2 separate regions of the Arachis hypogaea genome follow, and region 2 is linked to region 1. Evidence: chromatin contacts called from public Hi-C data. All regions are on one chromosome and are shown on one strand. Each heading gives the region's core, a stretch centred on a gene start, on an enhancer-like site or on the middle of the called end of the contact. The rest is flanking DNA. Distances are from core to core; before and after follow the strand shown.

Region 1 (4,416 bases), core at 819-3,318:
TAATCTTCAAAAGCAATTACACCAATAAGGATTATTGAATAGGTTTTAATTTTTCAAGTATACTCTCCGCTCATCAGGCAGAAAAGGAATCTCATTAAACAGACAAACCTCAAATATAATTGGGACTATAGGCCAGCAAGATGACTCGCGTTGGTTCAAATATGTCTCGAACGCAATTTGAGCAACACAACCAACTAAAAATGGACCTATAGTCACAATAGCTTCCAGGGAAACCACTGACCAGGTCATGTACAACAGAAGGACAGGAACAATAATCTTCAGACCCGTTGTGAAGATGGCAGAGTATAGGTATCCTTTGAGGCCAGTGATGAGACCCCATCTTTTTGAGCTAAACTCCAAATAAGGATTCTGGACATTATCAGCCACGAGCAGAAATGTAGCAAATCCAATGTAGAACAAGATCTCGGAAAATAATGAACTCACAATATCTGCAACATATTAACAAATGTGTATAAAATAAAACTTCTCTCCCATCCTATACAAGTTTTCAAAAAACAAAACCCAGAGTACAAGTATAATAGAAATAATGAGATGGCAGTCAATAGTTTTCTATCAACAAGATCAAGTAACTGTGACAATTCTACTTTCAAACAACCCAATTTCAAGCACGAGACAGAAAGGTAATAGGTCTTAACTCAAACACATTTAACAGAAGGCACAAAGTTCTTTTACCTACTAGTCTCGGATCCTTAATGAAAGCCTCAACCACATCCCTGAGAAAAAATCGCGGCAGAATCAAACAGGATATGAATGCAGCAGGAGCTAAAAGCCAGAAAAAAGAGTTGTCCTTTTTTTCAAAGGAGGCATTTTTCGATTTTCCTCCTTCTACCGACGGGAATGTCATCCCATGAAAAGAACAGGAGCCTGATTTACCACTTACTAGCTCCACCTCATCATCAGAAGTAACAAATACATTAGAATCAGATGCATGCATAAGAGAAATTGAAGGCCATGTATCTACCCACTTCAAACCTGAAATCAAAATGTTAAATTTGATGAATGATTGGGACTTGGGAGACCCAAAACGCTACAAAAAAAAAAAAAGAAGAAGAAAAAACTCAGCTCATTTATTTATTTATGTTAGTATTTTATTTCAACGCAGCGCATAAGCAATGCAATAAAAAGAGAGAAAAAAAAAGGTGTACATTTGGACGCGCATGCAAAGCTCAAACTTGGTGTCTGAAATCTGAATGTGGTGCGAGTTCCAGGCGCTTGTGGATTACTACTCACTGAGATAATACGGCGATTAGAGAATTGGAGAGGTTGAGAGGGAAGACTACAGCAAAGGGCACCAAGTTCCATCCCTTCAATTTAGGGTTTTAGAAAACAACGAGCTTTGCCACCTTAAACCTCTCACTCCCTCACCCCTGTCACCATTCACTTGCCGTAAGTAATTCACGGGCACAGTAATGTCAAGAAAGCAAATTTGTTTTTCGTCTCTGTCCATTATCTACACCCCAAAAGAAAAGTCTTATAAAAATTAAATTTTTTATTATCTTAAAAATTTTTGAAAATGGTTTTCGTCAATATTTCTTAATACTTAAATAAATTTTTAATAAATTTTATTATAAAATAATTAAATATGTAATAAAAAATTTTAAATAAATTAATTATTTTTAAATAATAGATAAATTAATCAATATATAAAATTAATAATTAAATAATTTAATATACCTAATTATATTATCAATTAATAATTTTAAATCATTAACTCTATTTAAAAATTACTATACCTAAGTTTTTACTATTTTTGAAATCTTTTAGGATAATAAAATTTTCTAACACAAACATGATTTTTTTTTCAAAAATAATGAAATTTGAATTTGCAATTTCTAAGAAAATATAAAAAAAATATATAATTTGAACTATAACTCTTAGTACCAACATGATTGAAAGCATACAAATTTAAATTAAAAATTTTGCACGAAAAATCGACAAGTAAAATCCCTATTTGAAGTAACTATAAATAATTTTTAATTTAAATTTAATAAAATTTGTTGGGTGAGAAAAGTTTTACAATGGTACTAGTAAACACTAGAACTGAAACTTGAAAGTATCGGACTAACGACTGAGTGAGGATAGTAAGGTAAGGGGTTAAGGTGGAAGAAGGGATGGAACTTCGAACCCTTTGTTGTGGTCTTACCTCTCAGCCTCTCCAATTCTCTAATCATCATCGTCGTTTAACCTCAGTACGTTCATATTGTAAAACTTAATCCACGCCTCCCTATCAATTTCTCATCTTTCCATAGCAACTCTTCTCTTCCTTTTTTCTCATTTTTTTTTCACTTGTCACCGTTTCTTGGCAGTCACAAGCGCTTCGAACCCGCGCCCCATTCGGATTTCGGTTTGCAGACACATCCAAATGTACGTTCTTCTTCTTCTTCTTTCTCCCACTAATTTCACTGCATTCTACTGTTTCAGTTTCTAAGATTATTTTTTTCTATTGAATTTGTTGTTTAGCATTTACATCAAAATCATTCAGCATAGAAACTCTTTGATTTCAGGTTTGAAATGGGTGAGTAAAGGGCCTCCATATTTGGAATTGGATAGATTCCAAAGGCCTCTTCTAATGCACGCTTCTGATTCAAATGTAAATGGTGGGTTGGAGGTTCGCCCAAACCGAAATTCTAGTGTAGCGGTTACTAGTTATAATGGGATAGAACCATTTCGAGGTAAACCAGGCTCTGTTTCGTTCTACGGTATTACATTCCAGTCTGTTGAAGAAGGGAAGTTGGAATCTGCACCCTTTGAAAAAGAGGAAAGCTCATACTTCTGGCTTTTAGCTCCTGTTGTGCTCATATCCTCTTTGATTTTGCCACAGTTCTTTATTGGAAATGTAGTTGAAACTTTCTTTAACGATGTGATCCTAGTAGGTATATTTCTTGACCTTTGCATTTTTCTTACTTTCTTTGCATATTATTATTCATGTGTTGATTCTGTCAACAGGAAGTTTATAGTTATTGGCCTGATATAGACATATAGTTGCAGGCTGAAAACCCAAGATAAAAACCATAATTTCTTTCAAGTAATCATATTTCTTAATGCCGATGCAATCTCTAGTTCTGTTTGAACTTCAAATACTATGAATAAATAACCTAACCTTCAATGTCAAGGTAACATCAGGGGAAGAAAAAGTCAAAGAACTTAGATAGTTTAGTTAGTTACTTGAATAGCTAAGAAATTCTTAAGAGGAAATCACAAGATACGTGAAGTGTTGATCCCATGGGATTGTGGACATGTTATTGCACATTCTTTTGGATTATATTTTCTGGATTTGTATGTAGGAAAATTGTTAGATGTTGGTGAGAAGTATCTCTTTATACACATTTCTGCTGCCAACAAACTGCAGATGTTATGAGTTCATTCTTTGTTGAGGCCACATTCTACATTGGACTTGCAATATTTCTGCTTGTGACTGATCGCGTCCAGAGGCCATATTTGGAGTATAGCTCAAAAAGATGGGATCTGATCACCGGCCTCAGAGGATACCGTCACTCTGCCGCCTTCACAATGGGTTTGAAGATTGTTGTTCCTCTCGCTCTTCTGTGGATGACTTCACCAGTGATTCCCATGGCAACTGTTGTGGCTATAACCCCCTTTTTAGTCGGCTGTGTTGCTCAAATTGCATTTGAGAGATTTTTGGACAAGCGTCGGACATCATGCTGGCCCCTAGTCCCAATTATCTTCGAGGTTTATTTATTTATTTATATATGTGTGCGTGCGCTCTCTTGCAATTTTCACATTGATTTTTAGCTAACATTGATCAATTGGTTTGACAGTTATTCAGACTGTATCAGCTTACAAGGGCAGCTAATTTTGCGGAGAGGTTGATGTTCTCTTTGAAGGGACTTGCTTTGACACCAGAAGTGCTGGAACGAACTGGAGCTTTATTTGCAATGATGGTAACCTTCCAAGCACTGGCGATTTTGTGCATTTGGTCATTGATGACGTTTCTTTTGAGGCTTTTCCCTTCTAGCTCTAGGCATGTACTAGAAAACAATTACTGAGTTGGATTTCGGAAGATTATTGTATGTATTCTATTTAGTTGATATCTTTGTTAAGAGTAACTTATATGCAAGCCTTTTTCATAAAAAAGGTTGTATACATTTTGTGCAGTCCTGAACCTACAAACTGAAAGGCACTTTTTTAATTTTGATATGGGGTAGCAGGTGGTGTATCGCATGGTTATGGGGTCTATGGTGCTTCACGCCGCTGTGATGGAGGTGTCAAACAAATCGGACGGTCCGATGAGAGGGGAAGTAATCGGATGGTCCGATTACTGAAATCGGCGGGTGCACAAATTGGACCGATTTGCGTACCGAAGACGTGGCGCGCATGCAGCTCTCCCCAGTGCATCACACTCCTTAAGCTTCGTTACACTCTTTTCCACCATCA
Region 2 (4,416 bases), core at 724-3,223, 330 kb after region 1:
TTACAACGATATTATCAACTTACTCGGCGAGCATGGCGCGTGTAGATGTACATGATCTGGATATCAACTGACTGAACGTGATATTGCACATCGCAGGGGCAGCTGACTTTGAGATTAGTGTTGTTTTCTTTCTGTTTATGTCAGAGTATGTATGTGTAGCTATACTTAGAATACTTTTATAGTTTTAGTATACAACACATGTTTGGTGGATGAATATATTGTTAGGAAGGGTTGATAGGTATGATTTTAGGTATTAGTTAAATTATGTTCTTAAGTTATTCATTTTGTTTTTATTTGAAGTAAGTTGTTAGGTAAATGTTGGGTGATTAAGTTATTAATCATTTAAGTAAATATTTTTAGTTAAATTAATTTATTAACTAGATATTTAGTAATTTAGTTATAATTAACTACATGTTTATCAATTTAGTTATTAATTATTTAAGTCAATATTTTTATTTAAATTAATTTATTAACTACATGGTATTAATTTAGTTATTAATTAATTAAATAAAATTTTTTATTTAAGTTAATTTATTAAGTAAATGTTTTTACTTAATAAAGACGAACAAAGATGTGATACTAAACTAAGCCTCGTCTGTAGGTTGATTCGGATAGCCTTTCTGAGTATGCCTGAATTGTCTAGATAGACCACACCTCTTCTCTTGGCGCTCACCCTCATCCATCTCATTACGAAACCTGGTGGATGTCTCCCAATAGCCTTCCTGCACATGGATGGACTAGGACGCAGCTGTGTTCCATATCACTCCGGCTAAAGATTTTCGTCTGGTATAAGTGGGAACTCCACCTCATACACCTTGAATGCAGCCTCCTACCTATACACTGGATGCACATAAGGACCCCATTCGACACTTGCGATGGCATAGGCGGCAAGCGCATGACGACATGAAAAATGCAGTGACTGGAAAAGGCCACAGTCACACGTCTGCCATCAACCGAACACGGAACAAACTTTGCGACCAACCCTCGAAAGGCTTTAACTCCTCAACCACAAACACTGAAGCTTGTCTATCGTAGTGAGTAACGCACATCTTCGAGATCCTTTCTCTTAACTTCTCAATAGCAACATTCAGCCATTGGAAAAATTGATTCCCCGCCCCCAGTTGTACTTGTGCCTCCCTTCCCTTCTTGACGAACAACTACTGCATCCTCTCATAGGTGCATCGCACAATGGCTGAAATCGGTAAATAACGTGTATCCTTAAGTACTGCATTCATGAATTCGAAGAGGTTCGTTGTCATGTGCCCAAATCAGCGATCGCTATCGCAGTGTTGTAGCCAGATCTCTTTGTTGAACCTACCAGCCCAGTCTGCCATCTCTCATGACAAACCTCTCAAGGCATCCATGTACTACTCGTACCTAGCTTTGCTTGGACTATAAGTAGCATTTATGAGATATTTCTTTCCCTCAGAAAACTTTAAACAAGACATAAAGTTTGCCGCCATGTTCTTGACACAATAAGCATGAACGCTCTATAAAGCTACCAACCACTATCATCGCCTCTCAGTGTAGCCTTGATAGCCTGAGATCTATCAGAAATAATTAATAGGCCATCCTGTGGGCCACATGTTGTCTCAGATTGGTGAGGAAGAAAGACCAGGACTCTGTGGTCTCAGACTCAACAATTGCAAAGGCTACATGAAGGATATTACTGTTACCGTCTTGTGCCACTGCAATAAGCAAAACACCACAATATTTACCATACAGCGTGCCGTCGATAGAGACGAACGGATTGCAATGCTTGAAAGCCTCCACATAAGCAGGGAAGACCCAAAATACTTTATCAAACATGCTACAGTCATGCACCATAAGGTGCCCATCATAGTACGGTACAGCCCTGAACTCACATATCGTTCCAGGATAATAACTCTGCAGTGCTTGCAGCAATCTCGGCACCTTATTGTATGACTCCTCCCACCCACAATATATTTGTGCAACATCCTTTTGCTTCGCCATCCAGATCTTTCTGTACGAGGGTGATAGCTTTGCCTAACTGCACCTTGTAGAACGGGGATGCTGATGGATGGGCTGGATTGTATCAATGGCAGAATGACACGGCAGATGAGGTTGCTATCCAACTGTCTATAGTCTTGGGACCTGATGGGTGCTAAACACATGTGTGCTCCTCCAACCTTACGCACCTCCCTAACGACATAACACATACATGGTTGGCATTTAATTCAAATATAATAATTATAAATGAGAAAATACACCACGGTTAAACCTGAACTCATCAATATCAAAGATTCTGTCGGAGGGGAACAAGGAGACTCCAAGGGCAGCCTGCTGCATATTGCCAGCAATGCACATGGTACTTTAATCGATCTGACTCCACAACTCGGTACTCAGCACTTCTGCGAATATTGTAATTCTTCACACCCTGCATTACTGCATATCTACTTTTGAACTTGTGGCCAACACAAAACTCTACACCACTGTCTAAGTTGTAATCGTCTTCACCCGTGTTGGAAAATGGAGTTTTCTCATGCATCCCGTCCAGATCTAATGTATGATAGTGACTGAATACAACTGATAAGGTCAGAATTGGGTGCGGGGAGGGCAGAAAATACCGAATTGATGGCTTGACCGGCGTCTCTGGTACAAATTTCTCTTCATCATCATCTTCAGAAGAACTACTGTCGTTGCTATTTGCAACATACTCCTCGTCGGAGTCCTCACCATCAATGTCCATGTTTTCCACTGGACTAGTAAAGTGTAGCAGTGGTGGTACGAGAGGAGGGTCGTCCTGCACAAAATCCGACTGGCTAAATCCACCGCCATAGACATCGCCTACCTCTACAGAAAGTTCCATCACTTGTTCCACCATGATTCTCCTATGGATGTCAAACATGAGGCACACATGCTCGACTCCATGGAGTCAAAACAGATGAAACTAAAAAACTCTATTTTCTACGGTGCTAGCAACCAATACCCCATTCTTCCGATCTTTTTTCTCCCACTACCACCAATGCTACCCAATATTAGACTTTTCAGCTCTGACAAAAAACTTACTTGCCAGGTACGCAACAAAATGAGATTCTCTCATATGGAAATTGGAATACACACTTACAATCACATATCCACTACTACTAGACATTTTGGCTTATTTTTTGGAAGAAAAACGGAAGAGAAGAAGAAGTGAAATGTTGGTGGATAATACAAAGGGTTACACATCCTTTTATAGCTGTTGAAAATTTGTCGAAACGTATCTTGTTTACATTGTAAATGTCATTTATCTTCACATATCTCGTTTACACTGTAAATGAAATATACACATCTACCTTCTTATGTCTTATCTCGTTTATAGTGTAAACGAGATACGTGTAATAGAATGTAACACCGGATTATTTGACTTATCTGTTTTCAGGTAACTCCCGATTAGTAACAGAATATAACACCTCATGTATTGTCGGAGGGTGACAGGATCTGAGCTAGATGGTACATGCTGCACCCTCTGCCTCAGTCACGTCAGCTTGATGAAAAACAACTCATTCCTCTGCTCCCTCGGCTGCTGAAAGTGCGGAGGCCTAGCACCTAGGAGCTCTTTTACCCATTTCCAAGTGGGGTGTTGGTACCATGTCTGAAAGTCCTGCAAACAGCCGTCAACTAGCTCTTCATTGGTGCGTAACCCAAGGTGGTATATAATGTCCTGTAAAATGATGGTGCATTCACCCCAAGGCAACTGGAAAGTGTGGAAGTGCTCCACAAAAGCAGCAATCAGGGTATTGTCAAAGACAAAGTCCTTGAGCTGCCACATGTCGACAAACCCAGCCTCCCTCAAGTATGGAAGAATGACGTCCGATGGTGCAAGGGTGTGGCTAACTCGTCTAGGAAGTAACAAGTGAGGCCTCTATTAAAATAAAAAAATATTTCAATAAAAATTTAATTTAATACATGAAATATTTAAAATCAAAATTAAGAATATAAAATTTGAAATAAAAAATAAAAAATAAAAAATAAAAAATATAATAAACAATTATTTTACATCTTAAAATTTATTATTCTTCCTGATTAAATTAAATAAATCCATAAATATCAAACATTTAACAAGTTTTTTTAAAGAGAATCTAACTAATATCCATAAAAGCAAGTTACTAACAATATATTCCACCACCAAATAAAAGCTAAATTGCCAATTAACCTAAACAATGTACTAACGCAACATCTATTTTAGTCATATATATAGCAGTATTAAATCTATAAAAGTACCATAACTATATGCATATTATTTAAAAGAGAAAAATAACAATATTAATCTAAAAGTCGATCGCTCCAACGATATGCCACGTTGCGTTCAAACAATTGATATCATTATGTCAAACATCTACGCGTGTCGGTAATATTAAGAAAAAAAGGTCCAAAAAGGAGAAAAAAAATGTAAAAGTGAATGAAAGTGAC

What was found. A called contact is a pair of places that touch in the nucleus more often than the background predicts.
Region 2: a contact with region 1 is called in a Hi-C map of leaf, with 2.5 times the contacts expected there. The contact joins the promoter of LOC112763714 here to the promoter of LOC112766419 in region 1. A contact is called at or near these places in 3 of 8 Hi-C or Micro-C datasets (leaf and an unstated tissue).

What each region holds. Positions count from the first base shown.
Region 1 is chr17:115,791,412-115,795,827 of arahy.Tifrunner.gnm2.J5K5, forward strand. LOC112766419 reads left to right here and starts at 2,069. Exons shown (of 6, transcript XM_072223358.1): 1 at 2,069-2,210; 2 at 2,328-2,385; 3 at 2,526-2,894; 4 at 3,371-3,711; 5 at 3,801-4,049; 6 at 4,188-4,416. The coding sequence starts at 2,133. The coding sequence ends at 4,028. LOC112764486 reads right to left here and starts at 2,069. Exons shown (of 4, transcript XM_025810124.2): 1 at 1,167-2,069; 2 at 694-1,048; 3 at 109-449. The coding sequence starts at 955.
Region 2 is chr17:116,124,802-116,129,217 of arahy.Tifrunner.gnm2.J5K5, forward strand. It overlaps LOC112763714, which reads right to left and starts at 1,974. Exons shown (of 1, transcript XM_025809314.1): 1 at 1,561-1,974. The coding sequence starts at 1,974. The coding sequence ends at 1,561.